Linked DNA regions of Columba livia: region 2 is linked to region 1. A link is a contact called in public Hi-C data. All regions are on one chromosome and are shown on one strand. The core of a region is the stretch at or near the end of the contact, and the rest is flanking DNA. Distances in the headings are between cores, read along the strand shown. Region 1 has its middle 31 kb from the start of RAB3GAP2. Region 2 holds the start of C3H1orf115 (chromosome 3 C1orf115 homolog).

What was found. Hi-C and Micro-C count contacts between places; a contact is called where the count stands out from the background.
Region 2: a Hi-C map of liver shows a contact between it and region 1, with 2.1 times the contacts expected there. The contact joins the promoter of C3H1orf115 here to the enhancer-like site in region 1. A contact is called at or near these places in 2 of 2 Hi-C or Micro-C datasets (crop and liver).

Annotation. Positions count from the first base shown.
Region 1 is chr3:100,643,527-100,648,090 of bColLiv1.pat.W.v2, forward strand. No RefSeq gene overlaps it. Among named protein-coding and RNA genes, the nearest start is that of RAB3GAP2, 31 kb to the left of the region's middle. Within about 2 kb of position 2,240, at least 1 of the 3 cell types and tissues checked has an H3K27ac peak away from gene starts, as active enhancers do.
Region 2 is chr3:100,735,749-100,740,535 of bColLiv1.pat.W.v2, forward strand. C3H1orf115 (chromosome 3 C1orf115 homolog) reads left to right here and starts at 3,160. Exons shown (of 2, transcript XM_065058535.1): 1 at 3,160-4,034. The coding sequence starts at 3,177. MARK1 (microtubule affinity regulating kinase 1) reads left to right here. Exons shown (of 18, transcript XM_065058528.1): 18 at 1-355.

The DNA.
Region 1 (4,564 bases), core at 990-3,489:
CTGCTTGATTTAGGATTCCCTTGCTCTACAGGAGCCTAAGAAGGCTTTAATGAAAATGAAGCTCATGGTGTAATGCTTTGATCATCTCATTAGCTTCTCCATTATGTAACCCTTTCAACTACCCAGCCAAAGTCAAAGGCAGGGAAAAAATTTTGCATTGCAAAATGCTACCTAATTTATCATGACACTTGTTACAATGCTATTATTACGATACTTCCTAAATAGACCTGGCTATAAGTAATGAAATAATGAAGATCTAACACTTTGAAACTTCCTGCCTTGTCCTCAGGACATTTAGAAATATGGAGAAGCCATATTTTCTTGTGATTTCCACAGGAACAATCCGGCGAGCCACCATTCTCTCTGCCCTTGGCCCATGGTGTCAGGCAAGGGAGGGCTAAGAGATTCAAAAGAGATTCTGCATTTAGAACTTGATATTCTGTTTCCCTCAAACATATGGGTTGCTTACACCTAAGTGAAAAAGGTGCAAAGACTGCCCATTTTCTGCCTTGCTGATGCCTATTGCCGGGATAGAGTCACTTTCTGACACCGTGCTTGGTGCCTAGCTTGATCCTTACTTGGCTGGTTATCCCAGTGCGATCGGTTATGTACCTCTCTTGGGCAAAGAAATCTATGAGTTTGCTCATTATGTACCATTATGTATCATTCTGAGGGAACATACTCTGTGAAAACCATACTGAGTACAAGATTTGGATCAATAAGGCAACCTTCACAGAATTTTGGGGAGTTTTGGATAGAAACTGTTACTGATTATCTGGAACAACCATCGAGTATAATTTCTGATCTGAGTGCAATAGAAGAATAAGAATAATACTTCATAATGCTGAGGGTATTATCATTATTCCAGATAATGTGCACCACCACAATACTGACTTAAAATTTGGCTTAGCAGAGTTTAATACATGACTCGGAGCAGTCATTGAAAACTCTTTGTGAGTACTGTGGCAAAGGCTAATGTAAATAAAGGAAGATCAAAGTAAACTTTGAAGTAGGAATAGAGCCTGACATAGACTAGCAAGACATACTGTACTTAGGCATAACCCAACAAACTGGAAATATTTCATTTTCAATTTCCTGTCCAAGATACCAGCCTTAAGACTTACTTTATTATTATTATTGTTATTATTATTATTGCATCTTTTGTTTCTCAGTGCCATTAAGTACAAGCTGTGCTAGTAACTTATTTTACAAGCTTTCCAGAAATATATGAACTCTATTTTCTTTTTTGTAAACACTGTTGATAGCGTTTTACCATAGAGAAGACCAATACAGTTCCCCAGCTCCACTAGCACACAACGAATGCTGTCAGTGCCCCCACAAAGCCACCGTGCAGCAGAAAGATCAATAAAGGCCAAGAGAAGGTGTCAGGACGTAAGTGCCTCAGTGCACTTAGCAGTCTCCTTTCATCCACCTCCATTTTCATCTTCACGTAGAACTTCTCATACAAGTGACAGCGCTGCAAGCAGTCATGCCAAGTGGCATTTTCCAGACCTGTCAAATATACTTGAAAAGGTTTATTTCATGGTTCAAGGCATATATGTCTATGCAGGCTCTTGAGAGAAGCAACATACTCTTCAGTTGTAACCATATAGGTCTTCACAGTCCTCTATCTGCAATGCTTGAGCCTCCATGGGACATTTCTTCTGCACTATGACTCCTCAGTGCCTACAGACGGAGCCTTTTCCTGCCTTTCATTCCACAGAAGGTGAATAAGCATCGGCTACAGAAAAATCTGCACCAACCGTAAGAACATGCCACCCCTGACACACAGTCACACACCTGAAGGCATACTCCAGGAAAAGTGTCTTCTCACTAACGTGTGCAATGCAGCTAATCGACCACTGGGCTATAGCAATGAGCCAGAGAGAAGGCAGAGTCACTCTTGGTGAGTTACGGCTGCTGGAGACAAGCCTGAGCAAGAAACTCCCCATCCTAACCTGGATTTCTCCAGAAGCCTTGTGTAGTCACGTCCTGCAGGGTAATGGGCGTCTTTTATTGCAGCGTGATAGACAAAATTCAAGTGATTTTTATTTACTACTTGGCAAGCCATTAATAATGACTTCTGATAATTTTCTCCTCTGCACAGAGAGTGCTAGCTCCACTCTCCTCCTGCTTTGGTGGTGTGAACGTAGCAGAGATATCCTGCTCTGTCCGCTCCTGGAGTCCTTGAAGGACATGGTGCTGGAGGAGACGCATGGCTGCTCTGCACTGAGCAAGATGACAAACAGCAATCTGGCAGCTGCTTGCCTCCAGCCCTCCTGGCTGTCCTCCCAGCTGAGAGCAGAAGCCACAAAGTAGCAGAAAACTCCTTTACATTTCCTCTACGTAGATTAGCTGCAGCCTGCAAAATACCTGGAAATCAGACCCCATTTTGCATAGTTCTTGGGTGTAACATGATGACAATCACCATGAGAAAAGCTCTGGATCTAGGTGATCCTCAGTGGATCAGCTATAGCACAAACATTGACATTTCCAAACAGTCCTACTCACTTGTGGAGATTAAAGTGAATCCCAGAGTATTTTATTCTGTCTATAATCCTAAATAACAACAAATCTGGATCTGTTGTATAATATTAAATAAGTCATCCCTTACTTTTTGTCTCCCCTATGTCAAAAAACATCATAAGCTTTGACAGTCAAGTACTCAGAAATAAGGAAATACTCAAACGCCAGCTGTTTATTTCACACAGAGGAGTGGCCATCCCCTAACATGCCATGTACCACTGGCTGGATTAATGCATTACATGCTCTCTTCTAGAGAAAGAAACTACACCCAGCTGAGCAATCTCAGGGCCTGCACTCCAAAGGCTGATTGCTAGGTTAGTGCTTTCATTATTATGGGTTCTTGATGGAAACATAAACCACGGGAGCAGAGAGTTCTCATGGTTTGTACAGTTCAGCAGAATGTACAGACTATTCAGTTTGGATGTATTTTATTAACATTGAGCATTCACCTCACGCTCAGATAGCTTTTGACATTGTTGGCACTTAAGTAACAATAAGAGCCCCTGTTATCCAGTGTACTTTTTTTAAAGTCTTTTTCTTTTTCAAAGGCATCTGTATCATCTCTCTGCCTTAAGGGATGTGGTATGATTGGTGTATCACTGCTCGCAGGAAACCAGGCTCTGGGGATGCAGCTGTGTTGCCAGAAAGTCTGCACACCATAGAAATATCTTTTGTGCGTTGCCAGTAAGTTGTGGCTGTGGCTGTATCCCTAAGGGTTCCCGAAAGGTTTTGTACTGTAGGTGTATCCCTGTGCTGCCAGAAAGCCTGTGGTTGTGGATGTTTTTGTCTATATGACCGAAAAGTTGTGGGCTACTGATAGATCGGTATGTGCTATGATAAAGCCTGTGTGCTGTGTGCTCTCTTCTGCTAGAGGCATTTGGGCAGTTCCAGAGCTATTTGTCTCCACGGCATTTGGGGCACACGCTGCTCCATTTGCCCTAGCGTATCTGCATGGTAATAATGTTGTAGGTGTGATAACACATTTGCGCCAAATTACTCACTCTACTAGCGTATGTGCCATCCCTCTGAGGATCTCAAGATGATTTGAAATTGCTGATTAAGCTTCCTACACCAGAGACAAGTAAGGATTATTATGACCATTTTACAGATGTGTGCTGCTGTTTTCTCCAGAAGGCTGGTGTGCTCCCTGCTGGTGGTGTAAGTAAAAAACCCTGTACCCAGGGTTCTGGGTCCCTAGCTAGCTCTTACCCAGATAAAACACTGATCTGGGTAGCAGCTGAAACCAGGACTCTGCAGCAAGTCATAAATTTTGAAGCTGAGGGCAAAGGGAGCTTGCCTGGCATATATACAGCAGAAAATATCACACACATTCATTTTCCTGATTTTAGGAACTGCAACTTTTGATTCAAGGACAAGAACCAAGAGACTGCCCAGGCTCTTGCTGCAGAGCCAGAGCAGTCTCAACAGACCTGAATACCAACTTCAGTATAACTTCGTAGCACAATATAGTGGTCTGCACTCTGTGGATTCCCAAAGGAATGAAGTATTTTGCAGGAGACAGTGTGCAAATCCATAACAAGGTTCCCATCCCACAGCCTGCTGTGTATTTGCCCCTGAACAGTTAATCAGCTCTAAGGATGCAGTCTAGACAACACTTTCTCTGTCTTTCTCAAGCTAAAAATAAGGAAGTGTGAAAAGATGCTAAACCCAGACAGATGTATAACAGACAAAAACTTTCAAAAGGTCATGGGGATTCCGCTTTTTATGTTCATTTATTACAGTTACACATTATTTTGTCCTCTGCATGGAAAGAAATACTGATCGTCCCATTCAGTAGTAACATAAAGCTGACCATAGTTTTCTCGGAATACTCAAAAAATACAGATATTGATATATGTTTAGCCAGGAAATATATCTGATCATGTGCCCAGATGAAAAATCAGGCTCCAAATACCCATCTGGATTCAGAAATAAACTCAGCACCTTGAGCTCATCACTAATGGAAAGAATGACATACACAAGCATGACTTCATGGTCATAAGGCCTTGAAGATGTACATCCAAAAATGTTTGTAACA
Region 2 (4,787 bases), core at 1,910-4,409, 93 kb after region 1:
AATTGTCACTTTAAAAAATAAAAATTAAAAAAAAAAAAGCTGTGGTAAACTCTGTAACCCTAAGTTAGAAGGCTGTAAGTGTAGTAAATGTGCCATTCTCTAATGGCTTCTTGACCGAGATGGATTTTTACATACTGTACTGTGATGTAGCTTTCCTATGTAACAGTTATTTTTGAAAATGGACGTGTGTTGTTGCCTTAGAAAAAGGGTGGTGTTTGGAAAGAAAGAACTGTAGCCCCTTTTCTTTTTTTTTTATTTTTTAATCTGATGTTTATTGAAACAAAATCTGATGCAAGTCATCTTGATTCACTGGTGCACTCTATTAAAACTTACTTGAACAGTTCTCATACTAAAATACTTGTTGTTTGCCCTTTATAAAAGCACAGTAGTTACTGCAGGTAGCCAAGTAGCCTGCAGGTGGACAGACTTTGGCTTCGACACTGAATTTGGGTTGAGCGTTGCCTCAGTTCTGTGGTCTTGCACTGGCCGGAGAGCATCGGGGGTTCAGCACTTTCTTACAAATGTGCGTCCAGGAGCTTTTCCAGAAATTCACCAAAAATCAGCTTCAGGAAGGGGTTTGTGCATCTGCTTAATTTACGCGTAAATGTCCGTGAATGTTCAATTATCCTTGAAAATACACCACTGGAACATAACCATGATGCTAATCGAAGATCATGTGTGAACTTAGTCATGAAACAAAACCCTTTGCCTTTTCAGGAGGTTCAGTGGAAAAAAATATAGGTCATGCTGTGAGACGGTAGATTAAGCGCTTAGGAAAGCTTCCCGCTGTACAGGCCCTGTGTTTACACGGCTGACTTTGTCCTAGATTGTCGCTGTTTTTCAGCGCTTCGTGTAACCAGAGATGCATGAACGTTACACAAAACACAACCTTGCAGGGCGACAGAGGTTTAGAGGATTTTAGTTCCGCTCTCCCATGAAACATAGCCCCCCAACGTGCCCATTTAATGTTTCTGTATATGGATGGTTTACAAATGGTATTATTTCCAGTAACTGCCAGCAGTGTGGAATTGCCCTGATTCCCAGCCCCTGCTCACCTCCCTCCTTTGGCCTGTTGGAAGATGAGCTGTGAACCATGTTCTGCTTCCCGTAACAGATACACCAAGAGCTTCAGCAAGGGTGCGATCCGAGTGCGAAAGGTGTAGCTGCACCCAAACGCCTCCTTTGGCTCCCTACATCTCCTGTTCCTGGCAGGAATAAGATGGGAAGATCCAAGAAAGAGGCTTTTTTCAGAACTGCTGGTTTTATTGGCAAGAAGAGGGTACTTGGCATGGAAATCAGTGAGATGTCACACACTGAATCCCCAGTGCCTGTTTTTTGGGTCCCTCAACAGCTGCCTCGTTACGCAGCCTTTATGTGTAAGCTTGGGTAAAAGTGAGATAATGTTTGGATCTGAAGTGCAGCTTGACTTCAATATGGAAGGGGACCAGCATGGCGTTTTACCAGCACGGTTTTAACTTGGGAAATCCAAGAGACTATTAAATGCCACATCACATTCCACAGCTCCAGGAAGGGATGGGGATGTCTTGGATCTTCAGGGAGCTTACACATTCCATTGGAATTCCTTGGCAGCATTCCTAGGGGGTGGTTGGGGTGGTGGTGAGGGGGTAAACAGTTCTGCCGTCTTGGGTTGGGGTCGTGGTGTCATTTTATTTATTTATTTTAGGTATACAGACACTTCCAAACTGAGTAGATCCCTTTGCATGCATGCCAGTTTAAAACGTTATGACATATGTAGGTCAATGAAAGGGCTACAAACGTGCACTCTTGCTTCTGTGGATGAAAAATGATGCTTGATAAGCAAGTGGCATTGTTAATGCCATGTAGTTATGATAATGCTGAAATTCCACGGGCTGTTAGATATGAGACTTTTGATACCCAGGGTCATACACCTAAGAGGTACCTCAGGCCCCTCGATCCCGATGGCTCACCTGCTGGCCACTCAAACATGTAAATCTCCATCAAGAGATGTATTCTCTGGGGTTTTGATAGCTGAACTCTGGAAAATAAAACAAACTCGGGTACAAACCCCGTGTGTGGGGAAAGGCCTGCCCTTCTTAAGAAGGATTATCTTTCACTCTCCTTGCACTTCTCATTTAGGGGCAAAGTATACCTTTAGTAATGGATCTATAAATAGAAAACCTAGACGCAAACACTTTTCAAAACCCAAGAAAAATATTTAATGCCATTTTTTTTTCTTCAAGGTGGCTTGAGGTTAACAAGATGAAATATACCATTCAACAGCTACTAACACATTATTGGTATTTTATTTTTCGATGCTGCTCCTTAGTCAGCATCAGGTGATTACTTCATCTGTCAAACTATCGAAGGAAGTAGCACATGAAAATCTACAGCAATACACAAGAGCATGCAAAATTCAACTACCCCACCTTGCTCTTTCTGGCATCCTACCTTGTGATTGTCATAAAAATAGGTATTTAGGAGGGGACCTATGGTGCTACTCTGTTCCACCAGCTCTGCAGTGCTTAGGACATAGCTGCACCTCCAGGACATGGAGTATGAAACCCTGTCCTGGTGTCAGGTCTTCACCTCAGCCTTCTGGAGATTTAAATTAAAACCCTGATGATGCCAGCAGGAGTGGTGATGCCTTTAGTATAAAATAGGGGAAGAGACACCTGAGACTTGGCTCACGCTTTCCACCCTTCAGAGGACTGGCCAAGCTCTCTATTACATAGCTTTCCAGCTGGAGCTGTGACAATGGTGAAACAACATCCCCGTGGCACAGAACTACACTGGGTGCAGGATTTACTTGCTAAATGTTATGGGCACATCTCAGGGAGACTCAGGTTCAAGGCTTTGTTCCCTGGTAAGAAAATTCCACAGTAAGGGATCGATCTGTCCCTTTATTGCATCTGCTCATGTGAAATATTTTTACATGCATCAAATGCTGATATATACACCAACTGGATTAATAAACTATATCAATCCTCCCTGTAGAATTGTGCGTTTCGTGATTTACCGCAGCTACATGAACACCGCTTAGGACGTGCAGCTGTTGAACTGCAGCCCGGGCAGCTGCAGAGGCACCGAGCTGTCAGCTTCCCCCGCCTTTAGGCAAAAACTTCTCCTTTAAATGAGGGCTCCGCTACTTTCCCCTTGGCCCGGGTAGCAAAACGGAGCCCCCCCGACCATCGGAGATGCTGTTCACCCGAGGCTGTAGGCAGGAACACCTTTCATACAGAGATCACCAGGGCGTTTGGCCTTTTTTCTGGACGGGAAAACAGCGTGATCTCCCAAACGCGCTGCTGGCACGGAGCGCTGCGTGGGATGCCGGGGACGGAGCCATTGCAGTGTTTCGCTGGGGTCACGGCGCGGAGGCCGAAGCGGCCGGGGCACAGTGCGGGGGCTGCGTCCCCCTGTCCCACCGCCGGCGACAGCGCGAGTTTCCCCACTCCCGAGCTAAGGCGAAGCACGTCCCGGGCTCCCCGTGCAACTCCGCAGCAAAGCGGGACACGGTTTTCCGCCCCAGAGCCGCGGCGGGGCCGGGGGTGCCGGTGCCCAGCGCCGCGGTCCCGCCAGCCCTCGCCCGGCTGCCTCGGGCCGGTTTCCGCGGACACAACCCGCAGGACAGCGGGGACCGGGGCGCCTCTTCCCGCCGCCGTCCCGCCCCGAGGAGGGGGCAGTGGCCGCCTCCGGCCACACCTGTGGCTCGGCGGAGGCGGCCGGAGGTCCGCGCAGACCGGCCGGCGCCCGGCGGCATCATGACGGTGGGTGCGCGGCTGGGAGCCAAGGTGAGGGGCAGGTACTCCCGCCGCGGGCCCGGCGACGACCAGGTCTCCATCCTGCCCGGCGAGGAGGAGGAGGAGGCGGCAGCAGCAGCGGCAGCAGCAGCGGGGGGCAGCGCGGGGGCCCCGCAGCCGGCGGCGCCGGAGGAGGAAGGCGCTGCCTCCAGGAAGGTTCGCTTCGCCCTCCTGCCCGGCTCCTACGAGCCCCTGCGCCCGCCGCGGGCCCCCAGCAAGCGGCCCTACGGGAAGCGGCTGAAGAAGTACGGCAAGGTGAGGGCAGGGCGCTCCCGGACCGGGCGGGCGGCGGGGTCTCGGTACCGGCTTCCCCGAGGAGCTCTCGGGAGCCCCCCGTGTCCTTCGGGCGCTTTAGGCGGCAGCGCTCAGCCCGCCCGCCCGCTCCTGCCCTTGCTGGGGAGCAGCGGGTCCCGCTGGGGAAGGCACGATCGTCACCGACCCTCACCTAGATCAGAGGGTCGAAAATCTACCGTTGCGGAGTGAAAATGACACTAAGCTGATCCATGTGACGGGGGTTTGCCTGTCTTTGTTCTGCATGTCCCTCGGCGTCATTGTTTTGACACCATTTCTTAAAACTTCTAGTTAATTGGCCTGCCTTTTTTTTTTTTTTTTAGTGACCGAAAGAAAGGCTAATACCATCCCTCCAGTGCAGCAATTTGCCACTTTGCCTTCTAGGTGTTCCCTGAAAAATCAGTGCTGTGAGTTAAAGAAAAAAAAACGCAACACGTTCTTTATTGTGTAACTACCATTTTGGATCAAAATCGTTCCTTTTCCTTTCCTGTGTGGAAAGTCACGAGTCCTGCAGTCTGGTGGTTTATTTTTTTTCTCCCTCAAGGGTGGGTGCTGTTGATTACAAAAGTGATATCTGGAATAATTTGGTTATTTTTCTCTTGTTCATGTCACTTAAACACAGTTCAGGTATGTCTTGTAGCAGAGAATAGTTTCTGTGTTAGCAGGAAAAACCTGTTTGGTGCCTGGAATCTTTTCCTGCCAGGGAGATTACAGATA